Regions from separate parts of the Mus musculus genome. Here region 1 is linked to region 2. Evidence: chromatin contacts called from public HiChIP or PLAC-seq data. All regions are on one chromosome and are shown on one strand. Each heading gives the region's core, a stretch centred on a gene start, on an enhancer-like site or on the middle of the called end of the contact. The rest is flanking DNA. Distances are from core to core; before and after follow the strand shown. Region 1 overlaps Rapgef5 (Rap guanine nucleotide exchange factor (GEF) 5). Region 2 has its middle 16 kb from the start of Gm31482.

The links. HiChIP or PLAC-seq counts read pairs in DNA pulled down with a chosen protein or histone mark.
Region 1: a contact with region 2 is called in an H3K27ac HiChIP or PLAC-seq map of trophoblast stem cells, with 10 read pairs. The contact joins two enhancer-like sites. A contact is called at or near these places in 2 of 484 Hi-C or Micro-C datasets (bone marrow-derived macrophages and nephron progenitors) and 3 of 115 datasets of contacts at active chromatin or transcription factors (embryonic basal ganglia, embryonic stem cells and trophoblast stem cells).

What each region holds. Positions count from the first base shown.
Region 1 is chr12:117,725,184-117,729,092 of GRCm38.p6, forward strand. Rapgef5 (Rap guanine nucleotide exchange factor (GEF) 5) reads left to right here. Exons shown (of 26, transcript NM_001373989.1): 18 at 768-865; 19 at 3,474-3,596. Among named protein-coding and RNA genes, the nearest start is that of Cdca7l, 120 kb to the right of the region's middle. Within about 2 kb of position 2,553, at least 44 of the 459 cell types and tissues checked have an H3K27ac peak or open chromatin away from gene starts, as enhancers often do. A contact at or near this core is called in trophoblast stem cells, where this site is marked.
Region 2 is chr12:117,448,443-117,452,278 of GRCm38.p6, forward strand. No RefSeq gene overlaps it. Among named protein-coding and RNA genes, the nearest start is that of Gm31482, 16 kb to the right of the region's middle. Within about 2 kb of position 1,834, at least 53 of the 459 cell types and tissues checked have an H3K27ac peak or open chromatin away from gene starts, as enhancers often do. A contact at or near this core is called in trophoblast stem cells, where this site is marked.

The sequences.
Region 1 (3,909 bases), core at 1,303-3,802, 280 kb after region 2:
TTGGTGTTCATTGCGCAAGCTTGATACCTAATTTTAGGCAAATATATTGATTCATTTTCTAAAAAGAGAACTCATAAGCAGTTTGGCAGTTTGTATCAAAGGCTTTACAAATGTTCTCTTTCACCCAGTAATGTCATACTGGGTGAAATCTGTCTTTAAAAGCGCATATGTTAAACAGACAAGGATTTATATACAAGAATGTTGACTTCAGCATACATGTTATGGCTACTGAAATCATAGACCCATCTATCAAGTCTCTGTTATGGGCCAGGCCTTATGCTAGTATTCAACATATATTAATTTATATGACTAAAAAAAAGCCATTAAATTTTCAGCAGTAGAGGAATGATTAAATGGTGGTGTAATGGGCTGTTATATAACCAATTAAATGTGACATATAAACAAGAAGTAAATGCTTATAATTTTAAAGTCATATAGGATTAATTACTACTGCAAGAGTGGGAACAAGCGCATGTACACTTGAATAACTTCTGGTATATGGACTCACATGGTTATTTTGGACAGAGGGGGCTATGAGTAAGTTTTCCCATCTGTCTTAATTGTCCTTTCAGCTCAGGAGGGCCACACTAGGAGGTAATATTCTTAACATCATGTCAAAGTATGCAAAAACAAACTCACTCACTTAAAGTCTATTTACCTACTTTTAAATATTTTTCTTAAGCAAGTTTTGTTCATGATATGTAATGCGTAGGTTCACTAATGTTTCTAACTAATCTCTCTCTCTCTTTTTTTTTTTTTAAATAAAGAAAAGCATGAATTTCAGCCAAATGACTTGGCCATTTCCAAATCCCTGGAGGCATCTGGTCGGATATATGTCTACCGAAAAGATCTGGCTGACACTTTGGTAAGGACTTGGGTGCTGGCACTTGAATCACATGTTTATGCTTTATAATGAAAATTATATATGTGTGTGTGTGTGTGTGTGTGTGTGTGTGTGTGTGTACGTTCATTAAGCTATTTTCTCTTGCAACCACAAGTAGCCTGCCAAGTGACATGTCTTTTGCAAATCAGAGGCCTGACTTAAGGGATTAGCCTCCCTGGAATCAGTCTTACCTTTTTTCTGATTAAAAAGTATTTGAATTTATGACTCTCCATCCCATCGAATCTTGACTTAGTCTCTTTTTCCTTTTGGGGAGCTGTATGGGCATGGGGCTGAGAAATAGTCCCAGTTGTACTGAGAGACAAAGGGCCTGTCCTTTTGAGTGTCCCATTTCCTTAAATAAAAGGTAGATTTTTTTTTCAGCCTTCCCTGTGTACAATGAATCAGTAACTATGGGATATCAGATGCCTCTGAAGAGCAAGATTTGAAAAGATTAAATAAACCTGACCTTCAGATTATTCTCAGTGTGAAGTTTAAAAACATTATGGCTAAGGGGACAGCAAAGGTACTTCACAGGACTTTTTGTAGACAATGAGTTTGATTTTATTCTTGCCCATGAAAGAAAACAGTCTAAAGTATAGCTTTTGTGGATTCTTCCCAAGAAAATCCCCCACACACTCAAGCTGTCCCCCAAGCCCTTCTCCTTCAGCCACGTAGCATAATTCCACCTGATATAATTCCCCCAGGACTTTATTCCATGGGTGATGTCCCAGTGGAATAAGCAAATGCCATGAGCTGTGTTCTAGTAGGAACAAGACTCCATCCGGCCCTCCAGCATTTTCTACAACTGCTTTGGACATCATGGCATATGTCCTTGTGGGTAGCAGATTTAAGAATTTCATCTTCAGGGGTGTCTGCTTAGAACAGAGCGTGGTTGGGGCCTAGGACATGAGGACTCACTGTAACCACTAACAGTTTCTCATAGATTAACGAATCTTCCTCAAAATCAAGCCCAGAGGGTAGAGTAGAAAATAGAAAGTATTGCCTGGACAGGACACTAGTCAGCCTTGAGGAACCATGTGGTAGAAGAACTATGCTGAAGAGCAAATTTAAGGAAAAATAAAATGGACAAAAGACCAGGTTAACCATTGATTCCCACCCTATAGTCAGCTTTGGCTTTATTTCAGTGCCTTGTCCCATCCTAGCAGACAATTCCTAAGAACCCTTGACTTCCCGCCTCAGCACCACAGAATCCATAAATTCATAGACTCAGTCAGTGCCCCTGACACAACACTACATTCTCAGGGGAGGCAGAGAGGCCAGCTTGCAAGGCAGTCTCCCCTGTGGGGAAGTCTGGGAAGATTGGCTGTGTTAGGTTCTTGTTTGTTTTGTTTTTCAATACCAAACATTTTCATAAACACCAAAGTTTTAAAACTGGCATGCAGTCCATGTAATTTACTTTTGCAGAATAAGCTTGTCCCTTTTAAAAAATATTCGTTCTGAGCCGGGCGTGGTGGCGCACGCCTTTAATCCCAGCACTCAGGAGGCAGAGGCAGGCGGATTTCTGAGTTGCTACACAGAGAAACCCTGTCTCTAAAAAAACAAACAAACAAAAAAAATCCGTTCTGGGAGCTGACCCCAGGGACCTCATAGATGTTAGGCAAGCTTAAGTGCCCCTTCCTGAGTCACACCACACACCTAACTGCCTGGTCACTGAGTCACACTTGCAGCCATAATGGCCCCATCACTGAGTCACACAGCAGCCAATTCCCAGTCTTTTGGCTTTTTAAATCATTAACTCTTTGCCTCAAAACTCTCAAATGAGAAAATGTGCATTTTAATTAGAAAATTCCAATAATTTTAGAGAAAATACCAAATTGCTTATTTAATAACTTCAAACATGCTGAGAGATTTAAGGCTGTATTGGCAATGTAATAGTCTCATGCCAGATTTTGAAGGAAGTGCTGTTAGCAACCTACGTGATTAGCCCCCATTCTCCATGAGGGAAGAACAAAGCAAAACAATTGTTACATAGAACATATTAGTCACATGGGCTCTAAATAAAAAAGCTTTTATTTTTATTTCATGTCAGATTTTTTTTCACTTTCCAAGGACCTTGTAATGAAATTTGTAAGCCTGTGTCTAGGATGAGACTGGCAAAGCACGGTTCCTGTACAAGCCATGTCTGTCTTTATTGAAGTGCTCTGTGACATTTCTTTTGTTTGTTTTTATACTAACCCTCCTGGCACATTAATTTTTACCAGAAGCCAAAGTGATTCCAGGGCTTTCAGTTTCATTATGCTGTCTGTCAGGGCTGTGTTTTATAATCAGATTTGTGGATGTGGGGGAGCTGGTGGGGGAGGGGATGGGCAGGCTGAGCTCATGGAGAAGGGGGAGGGGGAGGGGCAGGCTGTCTGGGTGAAGTGTCATTGATCACATTTGACTGTTGCAGGGCTGTTTCCTAAATTGGCTGTAACTCACTGCCGGTGAACAGAGCAGGGGAAATATTAAGGGCACTCAGAAAAGATTACTTCTCTAATCTGGGTTCCTTGAGCCTTCCTACAGGCAGCCAATTCACGGTGGAACATTCGGGGACTACTGAAGATCCTTTTGCTTCTGTCTGTTGCTTTAGAATCCTTTGGCAGAAAATGAGGAATCCCAGCAAAGGTCAATGAGGATTTTGGGGATGAACACGTGGGACCTTGCTCTGGAATTAATGAGTTTTGATTGGAGTCTGTTCAATTCAATCCACGAGGTAAGCAGGGAACTGGAAAGACAGAACTGCTAAATATAGTTTTAACATTTAACTGTGTGGTTTATTTTTTTTTTTGAGACACTTGTGTATTGTGCTAGGATAGTGTGGTCTAAAAGCTATCTGGAGGAATTAAAGTATGTTGAAAGTCTGCCCCATCCTGAGGAAATTAGAATATGTCCTGTGCTTTCTTTGGTCCTTGTTCTGTCGTGAGCTTGGTGTGAGGTAAGTGTGGATGTGCTGGCCTTCTATGTACAGATACCTGTAGGCAAGTGTGTGATGTGTGGGGGTGTGGTTTTATAGGTTTATACTGATA
Region 2 (3,836 bases), core at 584-3,083:
AGAGATTGCATATTTCATTTTACCCCCCCCCCTCTCCTTTTCTCCCCGTGCCAAAGTAGGCACAATAAGGGCACACAGGTAGGGTAACGGTAGAACCAGATCAGCAAAGACATTAATTGCCAGTTTTCACTGGGCCCTGCCCAGCCATGACTCACAGTGCGGAGAATGAGATAGGTGAATGAAATCACGAGTAAAAGGAGGATGTGACTACTCCTAAAGTATGGGGATATTTATTGTAGATAAAAGGGAGAAAGCAGGCAGAGGGAAGAAGAGTCCAGGCTGAACACGGCCAAGGGACCAAACCAGACGACGAGAAGAAAGGCAGAAAGGGAGAGAAAGAGAGTGGACCTGGACCTCAGTAAGAGGTGGCCCGGCCCAGGCCAAAATAGTTGAGTTATGTAGGTATCAGGCTGGGGCAAGGGAAACAGAAGCCCAGGCCCTGGGAGGGAGAGGTTTAGGGTAGGAAGTGGGGTGAGAAGTGTTGGGAGGAGCCACAAGTACCAAAGATACTGGGAAAGCTTGAATGTAAATAAATTATTCTTATTATAAATGTAAATGGTGAATTAATCTGGGGGCTGTATTTATTCACCTCATGCTAATCCCCAGTAACGTCCCAGGGGAAACAAGATTTATTTAAAATAAATAAATTTTATTTACCGTATTATCTGAGCAGTCAAATGATGTGCCTTAAATGTCTACCAATCTGGCTACCTCCCAGCCCCTTCCCACAATACCTGTATATTATTATTGATTTGCTTCTCTTGGACCCCTGTAAGACTCCGGGGAGCCTTAGCTTACCAGGGCCCAACCTGTGGTCTGAGAAATGCTAAGTAGCCCCTCCCTTCTGGATGGGTGAGTGTTTCATGACCTTCCCAAAGTTCTTGAGCTGACCTTTTCACCCCTTCTTCATGGCTCCAATTCCTCCATCTTTCTCACCCATCTGAATCTCCCTCTTTCCTTCCTCTTGCTAGTGGAACATCCCACTCTATTCTCTCTTCTGCCCACCCATTGGGTGGTCAGCATTTATTGATGAGGAAAAGAATAAGTGGTAAGAACAGTTTATACAAACTTGAGACAGGAGATTCTTTTTGTGTGTGTGTGCCTTTTTTTTTAAATTGGATATTTTCTTTATTTACATTTCAAAGGTTATCCCCTTCCCCAGTTTCCTCCCTCCTGGAAACCCCCATCCCATCCTCCCTTCCACCTACCCACCCACTCCCACCCCCCTGTCATCATTCCCTTATACTGGGGCATCTTTCGAGCCTTCATAGGATCAAGGACCTTTCCTCCCATTGATGCCTGACAAGGGCATCCTCTGCTACATATGCAGCTGGAACCATGTGTACTCTTGGGTTGATGGCTTAGTCTCTGAGAGCTCTAGGAGGTCTGGTTGGTTGATAGAGAGACAGGAGATTCTTGATATAAGCATTACAGTGCCAAGTCTGGATTGAAACTAGATATGATGGCAGAGAAATCAGCATTTGAATAACGCAAGGGTAAACTTTATAGTGTACAAAACAGGCCTTCGCTGGGAGGGACTACAGGTACTGAGGGATGCTGGGAGAGTTGAGAGGGGCCACAAGTACTGTGTTATATTGGAAGAGCTTGGAGGGGCTACAGGTAGTGAGACATGCTGGAAGAGCTGGCCATCGTGTTTGGTATGTTAATAGAAATCTCAGTCATTTGTCCCCAGCTCCTGAGACCTAGCACTAGGTACAGTTGACCTCAGGCACTACAGCCCTCTACTCCCACTGTAGTTACTGGGTGGGAGCCTCCAGGCTGCTGCCCTAGCCACCTCCCTGAACTGCAGGGCCTTCTGTTAGCATCCAGGCCTCTGCAGGGGCAGCATCCTATCCTCTGAGAGAGTAAACAGCCCCAGGGAAGCCTCCTTATCAGCAGGGTGTGGAAAGCACCTTTGTTTTCTTGCCTCCTTGAATTGGCAGCTGTGTGCTGTGTAAACAAGCCTGCTTGCTTAGGTCACTTGTCCCTAGGAAATCCTGGTTCCAACTCAGAGTCTATCACCTCTGGGGCAGGAAAGAAGGGTTTGGGAGCAACTTTCTCTGCTGCCACCTTTCCACCCGCATGGTTGGACTTGGCACTATTACTTTCTTTCTGTTTGTTCACCCCTTCATCTTTATTTATTCATTCAAAAAACATAATTGAGGACATTTACCCAGGAAAAGTCGCCTGAGGATGAGGGTCAGGAACACAGAATTCTGAAGTCAGGCTCCTTGGCCTCACATCTAAGGTTAAGGCAGTCTAGAACACAGGACTGTCTTGAATCACACAGGTCTTCCCCATCTCATTTTTCTTACCAGGAAATGAGGTATTTAGAAGTTAATAGAACTGCAATAGTTAAGCAATGCCCTGCACATACAGTAATTGCACATAAATCAGGAATAGCAGATCCTGCTCTCAGGAAAAATTCAGGCTGTGAGAAAAGAGTATGAACAATGGTGGCACAAGCTCATGGGCTGTGGCTAAACTGGTGGGCTGTGGCTAAGCTGGTGGGCTGTGGCTAAGCTGGTGGGCTGTGGCCGGATAAATTAGAGCATAACAAAACTAGTAAGAGTGTTACGGGGAGCTCACCAGAGAAGACCACTCAGAAATAGTCTTAGCCGATTGAAAGTCCTTATTCCTGTGGGCTGGGACTACTACTTAGGTATTCAGGACCCCCAAAACACACATCCTGTTATCTTGCAGCTACAGGGGGTGGCTTTGCCCAAGTGAGCAGCTTAACAGAAGCTAAGATAAACAGTTAGCTGGAAGGGGAGGTTTGCAGGAACAGGTAGTTTAACAGAAGCCAGGATAATTATCTGAGGCATCTTGATCTTGGGGTCCTAGAATAGAATAGTTGGGCAATTTTCCACGGAATTCTCCATCAAGGAGAACAAGTTCTAGTTAATCCTAAAATGGCTTCAACAATAATATGAGTTGGAGGAAACTCTACATTGTCTTGCCGTATCATAAAACTATTTACAGGATTCACATTCTACGATTAATACATTTGAAACTGATCCTTTTCTATGAGCCAACATATTTTTAATTGAGGACATACTCTCTCTTCATGTGCTGAATTGTTTAATAAGCGCTGAGTAAGTAAGGCTGACTAAAGGCTTTAATTTTTTAAAAATTATTTCTGTGCATGTGAACCTGTATGTAAATCTCTTACATGCAATGCCAATGGAGGCCAAAAGAGGGCGCCAGATCCACTAGACCTGGAGTTATTAGTGGTTGTGGGGTGTTGGAAACTAAACCCTGATCTGCGACGACAACAGTCATCCTGCTGTTATGTTCTGAGCCCTGAAGGCTTTTCTTATTTCTCATGTTTTCACATTGAAGCATGCCACTAACTTCTGCCAAAAATTTTTGTAGGGCATGTCTTTTGTTTCCAAGCAGAGCCTCTTTATTCAATACACATTTTATGAGGTACAACTTGTCAAATGATTTCCATTTATCATGTGTATGCTTCCCTGAAGTCCAGTGTGAGATTTCAGGCCCTTTCAATGATACTTACCTTTCAGCACAGAATATAAAGCAACTCAATTAAAACAGAGGGCCCTCACCAAATTCTTTCTGGAAATCAAGGCATTACAGTACCCACGGTTAAATTCATCTATCTCTCCCATTGAATTGATAGAGGTGATTTTAGTTTGTTTTCTGTATGCTTTTTATAATTGTAATTCGTTAAAAAAAAACTTATTCAGTCTGAAGTCTTTTGTATTCTGTCTTTTGATTAATTAAGATATTCCAACTAATTTTCACCAAAATGCAAGTAATTCTGAAGGGACTATTCCAACATAATTTGAGTGTATTATAGGATATGTTAGTGTGTA